Regions from separate parts of the Canis lupus genome. Here region 2 is linked to region 1. Evidence: chromatin contacts called from public Hi-C data. All regions are on one chromosome and are shown on one strand. The core of a region is the stretch at or near the end of the contact, and the rest is flanking DNA. Distances in the headings are between cores, read along the strand shown.

Region 1 (7,819 bases), core at 1,764-4,263:
AAATAGGAAGTGAGGTTTCAGAGCCAGAGAATGGAGACAGCTCAGAACACTTTATTACAAAAGGAAGAAATTCAACGATTGATAGAATGGCAACTGGAGTCAAGGGCTTATCAAATATATCAGGAAAGAAGGCAGGATATGTGAAAGTGAATGCAAACAGGTTAGTATATTCAGTGGTAGAAAAAAAAAAACTAGCTCTCATCTGTGGGTATGGAACATTTGATGAAGAGGGAAATGAGTAGCAGAGATTTGAGAGAGAGGAAATGTAAATTAGTCATCTTGGTAAAAGGGAATAAGACTGTGTTGAACGCTAATCTTAGATTTGTGGTCAGAAATTAGAATGGAGTCTAGTCAACAAGTTGTAGGATTTTAATGAAGTTGGGATTATCATGGGCAGATATTAAGAGGAAAAAGAGAACAAGAGATTAAGAGTGTTTGCAAGGATGTGGTAATAGTGCTGAATTATGAACTCTAAACTAGACAAAGGAGGAAATAAGGACTCAAGAATGGGATGCTTAGTAGGAAAGTGGTAGGTTTAGAAGACCTTAGTAGGAAAGTGGTAGGTTTAGAAGACCTAATGCGATCAGAGAATTACAGGAGTGGATGAAAAGACAAAGTGCCTGTATCAGAGAGTAGGTATTTGAAATTATGTTTGCATATGGTGCAGTTCTTGGTAATGATAATGAGCATAATCATATGATTTGATAGCTGAGATACAATGGGAGAAAAGATGATTGGAAGTTAGTCATTTAGAAGCCAGGGTATTGAATAAATCATCTGTGTGGATGTTAGGGGTGCCAAGCATGATGAGCAGTAGTGGTAGATCCAGGTGCTACCCAAGAAGATGACAGCAATAAAGAGAACTACTGGCAGGGAAAATGTGACAGTCCTTTAAAGGAGGGAAGGAAGCTTGGATAGATAGGTACATCAGCAACCCAAGAAGCTGACTATGGAAGTGGCCAACCTCATACTGGCTTTTGGAATTACGGTGCCGAAAGGATCTTTCCTGACAGCATGGTCTGTTATATGTTGTGCCTGGTACTGGAGTAGTTGAGTAAGAGAAGCAGTGAGGAGGAGGAATGGAAGATGACTTGAGATCAAGATTTTGTGACTAGAAGGATGGTGACATCTTCTGTAAAGAGCACCAGAGAGGAATTAATTTCTAAGGGAACATGAAGAACTTGGTTGCCTTTTTCTGACTTTTCTTAAATTTGGATTTAATAATTAACATGTTTATTTCTCATGTACATTCAGACTGGAGGGTAACTGATGAAACATTTTGCCCGTTTATAAGAAATTTTCTCAACTCTAGTCTCACAAAGATAAAATTTATGTTTCATCAAAATAGGTGAGCCTTTTCGGGTGAAATTGTTGGGAAGTGAATATTTTATTTTCTATTTCCAAGATAATCAAGGAAGAAGAGAGAAATTGCCATGTTATCAGTCAATATACGGTATTTTGTTGAAATACAGATAATTAACAGTCCGGCACAATTAAGGTGTGTCACCTTACACATGAAAGGATGTTGTTGTAATGAGCCATGGTGAATATTCCTAGGAAAACAATTGTGATGATAGTCTCCTTCTTCTAGAGGACTCCCACACTTTTTATCAAATACAAAATAAACAGTATTTGAGTACTGATCTTTATTCCCATTTTACCAGAAACAGAGAACATGAACAATTTATCCACTAGTCAGGAAAAAGGTGTTTTATAACCTCAAGACAAATGTTTACTCACCAAGAGCTGTAAATTGCTTAAATTGAAGATCTCAGTGGGATTTTTAGCAGTTAATTCTGAAACTCTTGTTACATAATGTTCAAGGCATGTAAAAAGTGATGTTTTTCTACACAGCACAACTAAAATGTAGTTTAATCAAGTAGACAGAAACCTTGACAAAATAGTCAAATACCAAAGCTTCAAACCATTCAGGGAGGCATAAATCACCTATTTTCTACACTTTCAGCTGGTATCAGTCTCTTGTTTTCATTTTCGAAGACTGCTGTTAAATGGCCATATTCATTAGCCTGCCACCTAAAAAGCATTAATTTGTAGAATGAACAAATGAACAAGTTATCTTGTGATTTTGAAGTACAACACAGTTCCTTCATTTAAATATATTTCAATTTATCCACAGAAGAATAGGCTTATTTTACAAGACTGCTTGCACTTACAGATCCCACGGAGCAGGACCGCTCCAACACTGTAACAGCCCAACTGATGCCCACTCACAGACGGAACAGTACGAGTAGGGGGATTCAGTACTTTGACGTGAGAGCTGCTGGAAGAGGCACAGAAGGTTCATTTCATGAGAGTGTAGGGGAAAGGAGATGCAGCCTCCCCTCGCCCTATTAAAAAGAAAGTTGTTAGTATCTAATAAATGTATTTCTTTGAACTATAGTCTCAGAAGAGGAAGTCGTCCTAAGGAACAGAATCCTTCTAGGTTTTTCCAGAAGGCCTGTTCTATCCTTGGAGAGCTCTGATTACTAGAAGCAGCTTTTTGCCCTGAGCCAAAATCTGCGTCCCCCGACTCCACAAGGGTGGCCCCGCTTTGGAGCTCCGGAGATCTGCAGGCCAGCTCCTCGCAGGCCTCCTGGGGCCGGGCGGGTCCTCGGGGTCCTCGGGGTCCTCGGGGTCCTCCTCGCGCCCCTCGGGCCCCAGGCCCGCCGCGCACACACAGTCCGGGCCTCGGCAGCCGCCACGTCCGCCCCGCTCAGGTGCCGCGGCCGTGCCCTGCCCCGGGGGGAGGCCGGGCTCACGGCCGGGCGCTCTCCGTGCCGGGGCCGCCGCGCTCCAGTCCCGGCGACGACGCGGGGCGGGCAGCGCCGAGGGAGCCGCGCGCCGCGGGGCCGGCCGGCACCCGGGGCCGTGCGCGCCGAGACCCCGCGCCGCCCCTCCTGGGCCGCGCAGCCCCGCGGGGGGGCGGGCGGATGACGCGGGCGTGGGGGCGTGAGTCTGCGGGCGCGGACCGGCCGGGGCGGCGCGGCGCGGCGCGGCGAGGCGGCGGCGGGGATGGCGCGCGCGGGGGTAAGCGGCGCGGACGGCCGTCACAGGCACTCGCAGCCCAGCGCGCAGCAGCCCGGCAGGCACACGCACACGCGCACCCCGCAGCCGCCCCCCGCGCGGCCCCCGGCTCGGGGCGGCGGCGGCGGCGGCGGCCCGGGGCGCGCGGGCCGGCGCAGGGCGGGGTCCCGGGGCCCCCGCGGGCGGCGGGCGGGCGGCGGCGGCGCTCGGGGGCCCGTCTGGTCCGCGCCCATCCTCCGGGCCGGCCTCACGGCCTCACGGTCCCGCGGCGCGCGGGGGGCGGGGGCGGGGGGCGCGGGCTCCTCCGCCGCGCGGACGCTGAGCGCGGCCTGTCTCGCAGGTCTGGATGCTGGTGCTCGGCGTCCTGCTCGCGCTGGCGCTGGGCCGGGCCGCGGGCGCCCCGAGGGCCAGCAGACGGCCTGCGCGGCCGCGGGGCTGCGCCGACCGGCCCGAGGAGCTCCTGGAGCAGCTGTACGGGCGGCTGGCGGCGGGCGTGCTGGGCGCCTTCCACCACACGCTGCAGCTGGGGCCGCGCGAGCAGGCGCGCAACGCGAGCTGCCCGGCAGGGGGCAGGCCCGGCGACCGGCGCTTCCGGCCGCCCACCAACCTGCGCAGCGTGTCGCCCTGGGCCTACAGGTGAGCGGCGGGGCGGGGCGGGGCGCGGCGGGGCGCGGCGGGGCGGGGCGGGGCGCAGGGCCGCGCGGGCGGGGCGGGGGCGGGGCCGGGGAGGAGCCCGGAGCCGGACAGGTGGAGCGGCGGGGGACAGGTGGGGAGGGCGGAGCAAGCGCGGAGACAAACGTCTCCTCGCCTCCCTTGAAGGAAACCTGCCTCCCGTTATTACCCTTTCACTGTTCCACTGGAGCAGATGTTTCTTGGTGCCTGTTCCTTGCCAGGGTTACGATCCAGTGGGTTCCACGAGGGACCAAGACGAGTGAGTGGGCCTTCAGTAAGTTTTACAGGACTTCGTACAGGAGGCCTGCGAGGCGCTCATGTGGCAGCCCGCGGACATGTCTTGAGTGCCTGGGTGGTGGTCCAGACACTGCTGAGAGTTAAACCCTCCGAAGCCCATCCTCTGAGCTTATCGTTTAAGGGACGCGTGGAGATAATTGAGAAGGAAACCCAGTTATCAAGGCAGAACACGATTTGACACGAAAACTTTAGTGTGTTGATAGTGTAAAGCGGTGAGAGGGATCAAAATGGCATCTGAGATGTATTTTGGAGAATGGCCATAATTCTGAGATGGGCCTGGAGACGAGGTCATCTCAGAAGAAAGGAACAACATGCAAAGCAGGTAGTCTGGGGTGTTCTGGGGCTTGGGTAGGGAAGAGTGTGGCTGGAGACTGTCCCCTTCCCTGCTGTTACTGCAGGGTGTCATCACCCTCAAGGGGCTCACAGTTAGCTGTACAAGGAGGGAGCCCTTGCTGCCAAAGATGTGGAAAAGCCCTCAGTGAAAGAACAGGACAAGGGTGGTTCAGAGGGAAGGGGTGGCATATGACAAGGGGGAGGAGACCAAAGAATCACAAGCGCTGGTGTGTTTCTGTGTGGCTGGGGGTGGCAAGAGAGGAGCCTACAGAGGGGACCAGAAACTAGATTTGGCCTTAAAAGCAATGCCACAGATTTGAAGTGTATCCTGCAGGACGTTTTTTGATAAAGAAAATCATGTGACCACTTTGTGTTGAGGGACAGATCCGAGAGGAGATACAGGACATGCAGTGCATGCAGTCATTCTTCCCGCAAAAAGCAATTAGGGTCTGCACTCAGGCAGTGGAAGTGGAAAAAGTGAGACTAGGATCAGTTTGAAAGATATTACTTAAAGAAGTTAAAGTGACAGGATTTAGTGGATGATGTTTATATGTGGGAGTGAGGGAGGGGAGGGCATAAAATGAGTAACGGCTTAAGGCTTCAGTCCACGCTGCTATGAAGAGGTGCAGAGAAAATGTAATGATTTTGTCAAAAACCAATCTGGGCTTATCCAAGCCTCCACCTGCTGGGTGGGGGTCTCCCTGCGCCTGGCTGCTCTGCAGAGGACCAAGTTCACTTGTGGCTGAGCTCCCTCCCACCCTGGAAGTCAGGCCCAGAGCACCCTCCTGCTTTCATTTTCTCTTCATTCATCTGATGCCCTCAGGACCCACATGTTGAACCGTTCATTCTGGTGGCTTCATTCTCTGGCTTTCCCTCTTCCTATCATTCCCAGAGTCCAAAAGGGTGGGATTTTATATTATCCTTCTTCCTCCAACCTCATGTTATACCTTTGATACGCTAAATAGCATTAAAGAAACTTGGAATATCTCTCAAAATAGCGGCTTGGCTTCTCCAGACAGAAGCTGCAATGTCTACATCTTTATTTAATGAATTCTAAGCTCTCCTGGCAAATGGATGCCTCCCAGACTAGGCTGTGGGCTGAAAGCAGAAGAACACACAGAAGTGATTTTTCAAGACCTCCAGTTGGGCATCTCCCATGTTTCTGGCTTGGATTGTTGACAGTATTTAAGCAAAATGGAGAAACTGAATGAGGAGTGAGTTTTTTGGAGGGAAGTAAATTCAAGGAGTTTTATGTGCCTAAGAGGAGCACAGGTATAAATTATCAACTTGGCCTGGAAGTGTGGTCTCAGAAGAACGACTGGGGCTGAAGTACCAGGCAGGAGTTGTCAGCCCTAGGATGCTGCGTAGTGAGTTGAGTTGGGTTCCCCCTACTACCTTACCTGTGTCTCCTAGGAACGATCCAAGGGCAGCAGGGAAGAGGGAATGGCTAAGAGAGGTCATGGGCAAGAACAACACATAACAGATAGCGGTCCTGCCTGGGCTGCCCAAGTCTGCTCATGGAGCCTTTGTGGGGCCTGGGACCTGAGCTACATCTGAATCGGGTGGCGGATGGTATCATCTGCATTACCTTTCTTATTATTTAACAACACTGATGCAGTTGCTCCCCCAGTGAGCCAATGGAGGCTTACACTCTCTGAAGAAAGGATGGTCTTCTAGGGATGGGCACTAGGTCAGGACTCCAGATTGCTGGGTGCCAGAGCTGGCCCTGCCTTCTCCCACCAGGAGACCGCCTCTCTGCTCACCTGGCTTCTGGTCACTTCTTACTACCTCCTGAGTAATTGGAAGACTGGAAAAAGCATTGCAGGTAGAAGCTCAAAACCTCTTCTACAAGAGGTGTCTAGAAGGACAGGGTTGGTTTCTTAGTGGTGCCACTGTGGGACCCGTGCAGCCTGGGGAGGGGAGAGTATGCTCACCTGTGCAACTGTCAGTGTGGAATCAGAAGTAGTATGTAAGGCTAAAAACTGAGAACTCCTAAGGAAAACGGATGGGGAAACAGACTGCCAGTCAGAAATACTGCATGGCACAGAAAGGATAGGACAGGATTCAAATAGAAATTTGGATTATAAAGTGGCTTTTCATACTTTTAAGGGAGAGATGGGTCATTCAATAAATAGTGTTGGGACAACTGAGAAACCAGCTGGAAAAACATACAAATAAATTCCAAATGATGCAGATTTAAATGTAAAAATAAAACCACAAACACATAAGAAATACAGTCAATTATATTTACAGTCTCAGAGTGGAGAGGCCTATTTAGTAGCTTGCAGACCCCCAAAGCCATAAGAAAACAAGACTGTTAAATTCAGCTACACAATTATATGCCATTTCTTCTTGGCAAAATAATAAAATAAAATTAGAAAAATACAAGGGCTTACTGGGAGAAAATATTTGCAACCCTTGTCACAAAGGGCTCATTTCCTAAAGAGCTCCTACAAATCAATAAGAAAAAGACATAATAAACCAGGAACAAAGGCTGTGGGTAGTTCCTAGGGAAGGAGAGTCAAATGCCTCACTCATGTGAAATGCCCAGCTCCAGGCACCCTAAAGTGACATGCATATTAAAAGGATGCTGAGAAGCCTTTCCTTGGGGGGGGGGGGGGTACCCATCAGGCTCTGTTGGCAAGGGAGTGAGGAAAGCAGCATTCTCACACCGCAGAGGGTAGGAATCTCGGTTGCTGGTTTTCTCCTCCAGCCACACTTGCCTGGGTCCCAAATGCTGTAGGGACAAGCGTGTCCATCGCGGTAGTACAGGGCTTGGACACCACCCCAGCATGTTCAATAAAATGCCATCAAACAGCCAGAAAAGGAATGGGGCAGCCCTAACCCTGCCTGAGGAGAAGAGCCCATCACAGACGTAGAGGGACACCAGGCAAGGTGCAGCGCGGCGTGCAGGCTGCCGAAGAGAAGCTATTACATAACATACACATATGTTATTTTTAAATGCGTGCACACCCCACCCCACACACTTAGGGGCATCTGTGGACGTGGTACCACCCTGCCTGTCAGTAGGGGAGCTGAAGGCTGGGGACGGAGCAGGAAGGTCTTCCTTTCCACTCCTTTGTACCTTTTGAATTTCAACCATGTGCCCATGTTATTTATTTCAAAAACGTCTTAATTTTTAAATTGGGAGCAGAAAGGGAAATTCCCCAACCATGAGGAGAAGGCAGATAGTGAAGACCCGAAACTCAGCAGGTAAGAGCAGCCTTTGGTTCTCCCAGAGCACGGTCTGAAGAGGATGGTTTGCTCTCCCAGGCCGTGGGGCTGCCGGCAGAGGCGCTGCAGTTTTCCGGGCGCCCTGTGCCCTCCCAGCCAGGCTGTGACACGACGAGGAGCCTGGAGACAGGGAGGAATTGGGCCCAGGGACAGGCGTTACAAGGTAGAGCCAGGACCTCATCCCAGATCTCGGACTCGTCTAGCCCGTGCTCCCGACTTTCATGCTAGTAGAAAAGCAGCATTCAACTCCCAGAATATA
Region 2 (7,819 bases), core at 2,373-4,872, 180 kb before region 1:
CACACACACTCAGTCACTAATGACTGCGCATGACATGGACATATGATCCAAAGCAGCCAATCAGCGGGCTTACCAGAACTACTCTACCTGTAGCCTGGCCTGCACAGGCAAGCCAAGCCAATCAGATTTCCTCTCCTGAAAATTGGACCTAAAATTGGAAACTCTAAGTCAGTAATAGACACTGGAGGTGAAAGATTATAATGCTGGGGTTGGCAACAATGTGCAAAAAAAAAGCAGCACAGGAGAGAGGAAAAGTGAGCAAGTAAAGGCAGGGGGAATCTATTACACAGACTAATATAAATAGGTACAAACAAACATCAGATTCCACAGCCACAGAATGAAAGTTCTGTCAGCTTTCTGTTCCTAGTACTACCTTACTTTGGGCCCAAATTCTATTAGTTTCCTGCCCTTAGAGCCTGTGACATCCTGTTAACTTTTTGTGAACTCCTAGATACCTGAGGACCTACCATTCTGGGTCCCTACCATTCTGACTATTATGATATGCTTTAAAGCTTCGAAATTCATAAATCTGAGTTAGTACTTCGCAAAGCTACTGAAGGTGAACATTTATTCTATTACATAGCAGCAAAGTAGCAGGGAAGAAAATTTAAGTAATAAAATTGGCTCATTTCTGGGGTGCCTGGATGGCTCAGTTAGTTAAGCATCTGACTTCTGCTCAGGTTGTGATCTCAGGGTCCTGGGATGGAGCCCCATGCCTGGCTCCCCACTCAGCAGCAGTGAGTCTGCTTGTCCCTCTGCCTCTGCCCCTGTCCCTGCTCATGTTTTCTCTCTCTCTCAAGTAAGTGAATAAAATCTTAAAAAAAAAAAAAAAAAAAAAAAGTGTTCTTTATGGAAAAAAAAATCAGTGGAAAAGAATTAAATAGGGACTATATTTCTAGCAAGTACCTTCAAGAGGGAACCTGATAATTATTAGGAAAAGATGGAAAAACAATGGCCCAATATGTCCCTGAAATTGAAATAGGCATTTTTTGGTCTGTTGAAATCCAAGAATGAAACTAAACCAGGTTTTAGGAAGCTAATTTACACTTCCCAGCCTCATTTTGTAAATGGATGTTCCATGGAATCACCCATGGGGCCAGAAGCGGGGGGAGAGAGAGAAGAGGGCTGAAGAGCGGGGAGGAAGGGAAAGGAAAAGTGAGTAGGGGAGCGAGGTGAGAGAGGGAACAGAGAGGAAAGGGAGCAGAAGGAAGGGAAGGAAAGCAGAGATGGGTGTTCTCTTGAGGTGCTGAGGGTATAGGATAGACAGGAAGAGATCTCTATCCTGTGCCAGTTCCTGTGGTCATTAAAGTTTGCCAACCCTCATCTACTTCCTTATGAACCTTCCTCTGGGGAATCAAATAAACTGACTCATCAATCCTATCTCCTTCTGGAAAGACTGTACTTCATGAAAGAACCAGAGCCAGACAGGGATAGTCAATTCCAAACTTAACATGTATTAGGTGAAAACAGAGTAACACCCCAACACATGGTGTGAGAGACACAAAACTCCAGCCCTTGATCCTGGACAAGTAAAATACAAATCGAGCACAGTCACTGTACCCAATACCAAGTACACTTTTAAAAAATATTTTTATATTCCTTCACCAGGCAGCCACACACACCCACACGCCTGCAAAGGTCAAAGGTTCAGGTAATTCCACGGTCTGATCAGAGGAAGCTGACAAAAAACATCCTGATTCCTTCTTTCAATAGGTTCTAAACGGAAAACCCTGACACTGGAATTGTCGCTGGGTGGCAGGTCAGGTAGGCCAACACCTCAGTGGCATAAACAGACACAAAACTACCCCCAAAAAGGTGCTTCCAACTATATATAGCAAGGATTAACATGTCTACAGATTGCTATCACAGCCTGTCAATAAAGGTATGCATAAATACTTTTTTTACGAAAACAGCAGAAGTTTTAAAAGACCGAATGGGGGCACCAATCAGAAAAATTTGGATGGCATTTAGGCTGTTAAACTGACACAGCCTAGCAAACTCTGAGCTCCAGCGTTCCTCTTTGGAAACGTCCCTTTCTGGGCAGCCTGTGTGGCTCAGCGGTTTAGCGCCGCCTTCAGCCCAGGGGGCGCGATCCTGGAGACCTGGGATCAAGTCCCACATCGGCTCCGGGCATGGAGCCTGCTTCTCCTTTTGCCTGTGTCTCTGCACCTCTCTCTGCGTGTCTCTCATGAATAAATAAAATCTTAAAATAAAAAAAAAAAAAGGAAATGTGCCTTTCCCCACGGATCACGAATGAATTAGGATTGCCGCATGTGTCCGCCAAGCACCTGTTGCCACCCAGAGGACACCCCTGGGGACAAGAACACACACATCCTCACGCCCTGCAGGCAGCCCTGTGCACGGGTGTTCAACAGGCCCTCTTTGCTGGGATAGTCCCATCTCGGCCACGTACTGCCTGCGACCAGCAGCAAACTGCTTCATCTGTTTTCACATCCATAAAGTGGGAATAGCTAGGAATACAGTTCTGTAGGGCCCCTGGGTGGCTCAGTGGTTGAGCGTCTGCCTTGGGCTCTGTGCATGATCCGGGGGTCCCGGGATTGAGTCCTGCATCGGGCTCCCGGCAGGAAGCCTGCTTCTCCCTCTGCCTGTCTCTCTGCCTCTCTCTGTGTGTGCGTCTCTCATTAATAAATGAATAAAACCTTAAACACACACACACACACTTCTGCAGAATCTCTGTCCGACTTCCTGGCACGTCTATTTGTGTTTGCTGGTAGGCCTGGCATCACTGAACTAATCGCACAAACCGTTCCCACCGCAGCCTGAGCTGTCAGCTTGGCGGGTAAGTCAGCGCCGAGTGAAACAGAACAGCACTCGACAGTGTGCTTCATCCTGAAAAGCCACGCCGCCCCCGGGCGCTCCCGCAGGCCTGGCCAGCTCAGGGAGGGCCGCAAGGGCGCACAGGGTCCTGGAGGGTGGGCGGCTGGCGCTCCAGCACGCGTCCGCACCGCTGGTCGGGGTGACCGCCACCTGGGCCCCTCGCTCCCGCGCCCCCCGGGTCTCCCCAGAGCCAGGGCAAGAGCACACGGTCGGCGGGCCGGGGCGTTTACCTGCCGAGGATCAGCACGTCGCCGGGCTCCGAGGACGCCATGGCCGCACACCTGCCCGGCCCGGGACCCCACCGCCAGTGCAGAGGACTGAGGCCCACCGGCTCTCGCGCGCCGCGCGTAGCGCCGGGTCCCCGCGCCGGGAGGGGCGTCCTCCGCGCCCATTGGCTGGTCCCCTGAGCCGGGGGCGGGCGCGCGGACCCTGATAGGCCCCGGGGGCCGGGGGCGGGCCGCTGCTCCGTCCCCATTGGGTGCTCGGCGGGCGGGGCCTGCAGCGGAGACCCAGGCGCCGACCCGAGCGGGGGCGCGGCGGGGGCACCCGCGGGGGGGGCGGGGAAGGGGGTAGGAAGCGCGAAAACTTGAGCCTTCGGACTCCCGCAATTCATTTGTTCACGATTTAGTTTCCAACCGTGCACCCTACAACCTGCGTACGTAGCGGGGATACCGCCAGGCTGGCACGAGGCCTGGCCTCTAGCTGACCCCAAGGAAACTGGCAGTAGAAGTTCCTCTCCGAAATACACACCAGTTTAATACATACCAGTTCTGGCCTTTCTACTGAGGGTGGTTTTGCTGAGTTTGCACTCATAATTCGTTTCTAGAAAGATCCTCGCTGCCTTTCTCCGCAGATGAGAAATGAGACCCAGGAACTCTGGGAAACTGGAACTCCAGTGAAACTGGAAGACGGATCTGATCCCACTGCACTGTGCTGAGGGGACCGTGAGGACAGGGGTTCTCTGAACTGTGCTTCCTCCCTCAGAGGCAGAGTGGCGTTTCTGTAGGACAAAAAAGAAGTCCTGACCCGGGGCTCTTTCCAGAGACAGGAACAAACAGACCAAGAGGAGAGAGCATCATACATCTCAGGACAGTTTGTGTTCATACAGCACAAGCTGAAGGGAATTTCCACAGTCATCCAAGTCACGATGATCAGAGAGGACTCAGGCCACAAACATGAGCAAAACTGACCCACTCAGATGACAAATGGAGCTCTTCCTTTATTTGTTTTCCCCGGTCAGAACATTAAAAGATAATGTCAGAGGGAGGGTAGGCTTTAAAGAACAATTTCACAAAGTTTCAATAAACATCTGAAACAAGGTGCTCAACTCACTTAAGATAAATGAAAAGTAACAAAACAGATGGTGAAACTCATCTTTCACCCATCAAATTTGCTAAAATGACAAAGATTGATAAAATATTCATGTTGGTAACGAAATGTTTCAGACAGACAACCCTTTAATATACAATTGAAGGCAGGCTTATAAAGGAGAAAAATGCTTTTGGGAGAGCAGTCAGCCATGAGCCCCTAGGTTCCTGCACTTTCTTGCTGAATATAGCAGACTGCAAGGTTTATCCATCTCCTGAAGCTAAGTACCTTCTGTAGCTATGCACGCAGGCAGCTAAATAGATCAAGGCTCCTGCAGAGTACCCTGTAACTGCTCACTCCTGGAGTGAAAGGGGACTGATTTGTTTGCTGCTCACAACAGTGTCAGCTCTATGCTGAACACTTACTGGTCCGTTGGCCCCTTGCAAATGCTGGGGTCATCTGGCCCTCCATGTAACCCTGTGGAAATTGGGGCTCCAAAAACTGGTGCAAATATGCTGACACGCTGGCTATTGCTTTTGCTGTGAGTAGCAGGGTCTTTTATCTTTAATCCAGGAATATCCTGTCTTCTGTCAGCTTCCACAAAACTGTGGCAAGCTAACTCATTACTTTGTAATAAGATAAAAATCTCAGACCCCTCACAGTTCTTGACATATCAAAATTTTTAAAGTATGCACTTTGGCTTTGCAATTCCAGTCCTAGAGATCTGTTTTATAGAAATATAAGTGGACATGAAGTTAGACAAAATGGTTTATAAAATAGAAGAGAAAAATGTTAAAACATCATATAGAATCTTAATATAATGTTAAAATAAACATTGAAAACATGATGAATATCTATCGATAAGAAATAGTTTTAAAGATTATGGTACAGAGAGCTTCTGCTTCTGGCCAAGATGGAGTAACAGAAGCCAGACTTCAGCTCCTGCCTTAAACAGAAGACCCACCCTCCACCCACCCACTCACCCCACTGCCACCACCAAAATAGAAAAATAGAGGAAAAAATGGCCTCAGATATCAGACAAGAGGGAGTCTTGAATTGTGATTCCTGAGTCCATAGATATACATAATCTACTGATTTTCAACAAATGTATAAAGGGAATTCAATGGCAAAGGAGAGTCTTTTCAACTTATGGTACTGGAACAATTGGGTATGCATAAGTAATGATAATAATAGCCCCATACCATATATAACCATAAAACACTAACATCCAATGCATCCATGTAAAACCTAAAACCACATAATTTCTTAAAGAAAACATAGGATAAAACTTTGTGACCTTGAGTTAGGCAGACATTTCTTAGATATGCCACAAAAAGTTTAACAGGCAAAGAAAAAGTTGGTAAATCAGACTTCATCAAAATTAAAAATTTATAGTACTACTTCAAGACAGTATCAAGAAAATGAAAAGCCACAAGCTGGGGGGAATATTTTCAAATTAGGTATCTATTGCAGTCCTTGTTTACAAAATATATAAAGAGATCTCAAGCTCAACAATTTTTTAAAGTTTTTAAATTTAATTTTCTAAAACAGTGACAGTTTTTTTTTTTTAAGAATTAGATTTTTTATTTATTAGACATAAAGAGAGAGGCAGAGACACAGGCAAAGGGAGAAGCAGGCTCCATGCCAGGAGCCCGACACAGGACTCGATCCTGGGACTCCAGGATCGCGCCCTGGGCCAAAGGCAGGCGCCAAACCACCGAGCCACCCAGGGATCCCAACAGTGACAGTTTTATGTTGTGTAAGTTATCACAATTTTTTAAATGACCAAGAGATTTTTTTTTCAAATTTTTATTTAAATTCTAGTTAACATACAGTGCAATATTGGTTTCAGGAGTAGAATTCAGTGATTCATCACTCACATGTAACACCCTGTGCTCATCACTAGTGCCCTCCTTAATAGTCATCATCCCTCTAGCCCATCCTCCATCTTCCTCCCTCCATCAACACACAGAGTTTTAGAGTCTCTATGTTCCCTAGAGTTAAGAGTCTCTTATGGTTTGTTTTCCACTCTCTCTCTCTTTTCTTTCCCCCACTCCCATTTGCTCTGTTTTGTTTTGTTTCTTAAATTCCACATATGAGTGAAATCATATGGTATTTGTCTTTCTCTGACTGACTTGTTTCATTAAGCATAATACACTCTAACTCCATCAACGTCACTGCAGATGGCAAGATTTCATTCTTTCTGATGGCTGAGAAATATTCCATTGTATGTATGTATCACATCTTCTTTATCCATTCATCAGTCAAGGGACATTTGGTCTCTCTCCATAGTTTGGCTACTGTTGAGAATGCTGCTGTAAACATTGGGGTGCACATATCCCTACAAAAATCTGCATTTTTGTATCCTTTGGGTAAATACCTAGTAGTACAACAGCTGAATTGTAGGGTAGTTCTATTTTTAACTTTTTGAGGAATCTCTCTACTGTTTAGAGTGGCTGCACCATGTGCATTCCCACCAATAGTGTAAGAGGGTTCCTCTTTCTCCACATCCTCCCCAACATCTGTTTTTTCCTGTGCTGTTAATTTTAGCCATTCTGACAGGTGTGTGATGGTGTCTCATTATAGTTTTGATCTGTATTTCCCTGATGATGAGTAATGTTGAGCATCTTTTCATGTGTCTGTTAGCCATCTGGATGTCTTGTTTCCTCCACTGTGCAGAAGTTTTTTATCTTGATGAAGTCCCAATAGTTCATTTTTGCTTTTGTTTCCCTTGCTTTGGGAGACATTTGACCTTTGCTATAGCCAAGGTCAAAGACGTGACTGCCTGTGTTCTTCTCTAGAATTTTGATGGTCTCCTGTCTCACATTTAGGTCTTTCATCCATTTTGAATTTATCTTTGTGTATAGTGTAAGAAAATGGTCCAGTTTCTTTCTTCTGCATGTTGCTGTCCAGTTTTCCCAACACCATTTGTTGAAGAGACAGTCTTTCTTCCCATTGGATATTCTTTCCTGCTTTGACCATAGAGTTGTGGGTCCATTTCTGGGCTTTCTATTCTGCTCCACTGATCTATGTGTCTGTTTTCAAGCTGGTAACATACTGTCTTGATGACCACAGCTTTGTAATACAGCTTGAAATCCAGAATCATGATGCCTCCAGTTTTGTTTTTCTTTTTTGCAGGATTGCTTTGGCTATTCAAATTCTTTTGTGTTTCCATACAATTTTGGGGATTATTTGTTCTCGTTCTGTAAAAAATGTTGTTGATATTTTGATAGGGATTATATTAAATGTGTACATTGCTTTGGGTAGTATAGACATTTTAATGATATTCGTTCTTCCAATTTATGAGTATGGAATATCTTTGCATTTCTTTGTATCCTCTTCAGTTTCTTTCATCAGCATTTGATAGTTTTCAGAGTACAAGTCTTTTTTTTTTTTTTTTTTTTTTTTTTTTTTTGCAATCACACGAGGGTTATTTACAAGCTCGAGCCTGGGTCCAAGTATACCCAGTGGAGCAGGGACTTGGACCCAGAGTACAGGTCTTTCACCACTTTGGTGAGGTTTATTCCTAGACATCTTACTGTTTTTGGTGCAATTGCAAATGGGATCAATTCCTTGATTTCTTTTTCTGCTGTTTTGTTATTGGTGTATAGAAATACAACAGATTTCTGTATATTGATTTTTATATTGTGCAACTTTGCTGACTTCATATATT

The links. A called contact is a pair of places that touch in the nucleus more often than the background predicts.
Region 2: a Hi-C map of skin fibroblasts shows a contact between it and region 1, with 2.0 times the contacts expected there. The contact joins the promoter of CRYL1 here to the promoter of IL17D in region 1. A contact is called at or near these places in 2 of 9 Hi-C or Micro-C datasets (amygdala and skin fibroblasts).

Annotation. Positions count from the first base shown.
Region 1 is chr25:17,480,283-17,488,101 of UU_Cfam_GSD_1.0, reverse strand. IL17D (interleukin-17D) reads left to right here and starts at 3,013. Exons shown (of 3, transcript XM_038574495.1): 1 at 3,013-3,027; 2 at 3,365-3,660. The coding sequence starts at 3,013.
Region 2 is chr25:17,661,071-17,668,889 of UU_Cfam_GSD_1.0, reverse strand. CRYL1 (lambda-crystallin homolog) reads right to left here and starts at 3,622. Exons shown (of 8, transcript XM_038573515.1): 1 at 3,604-3,622.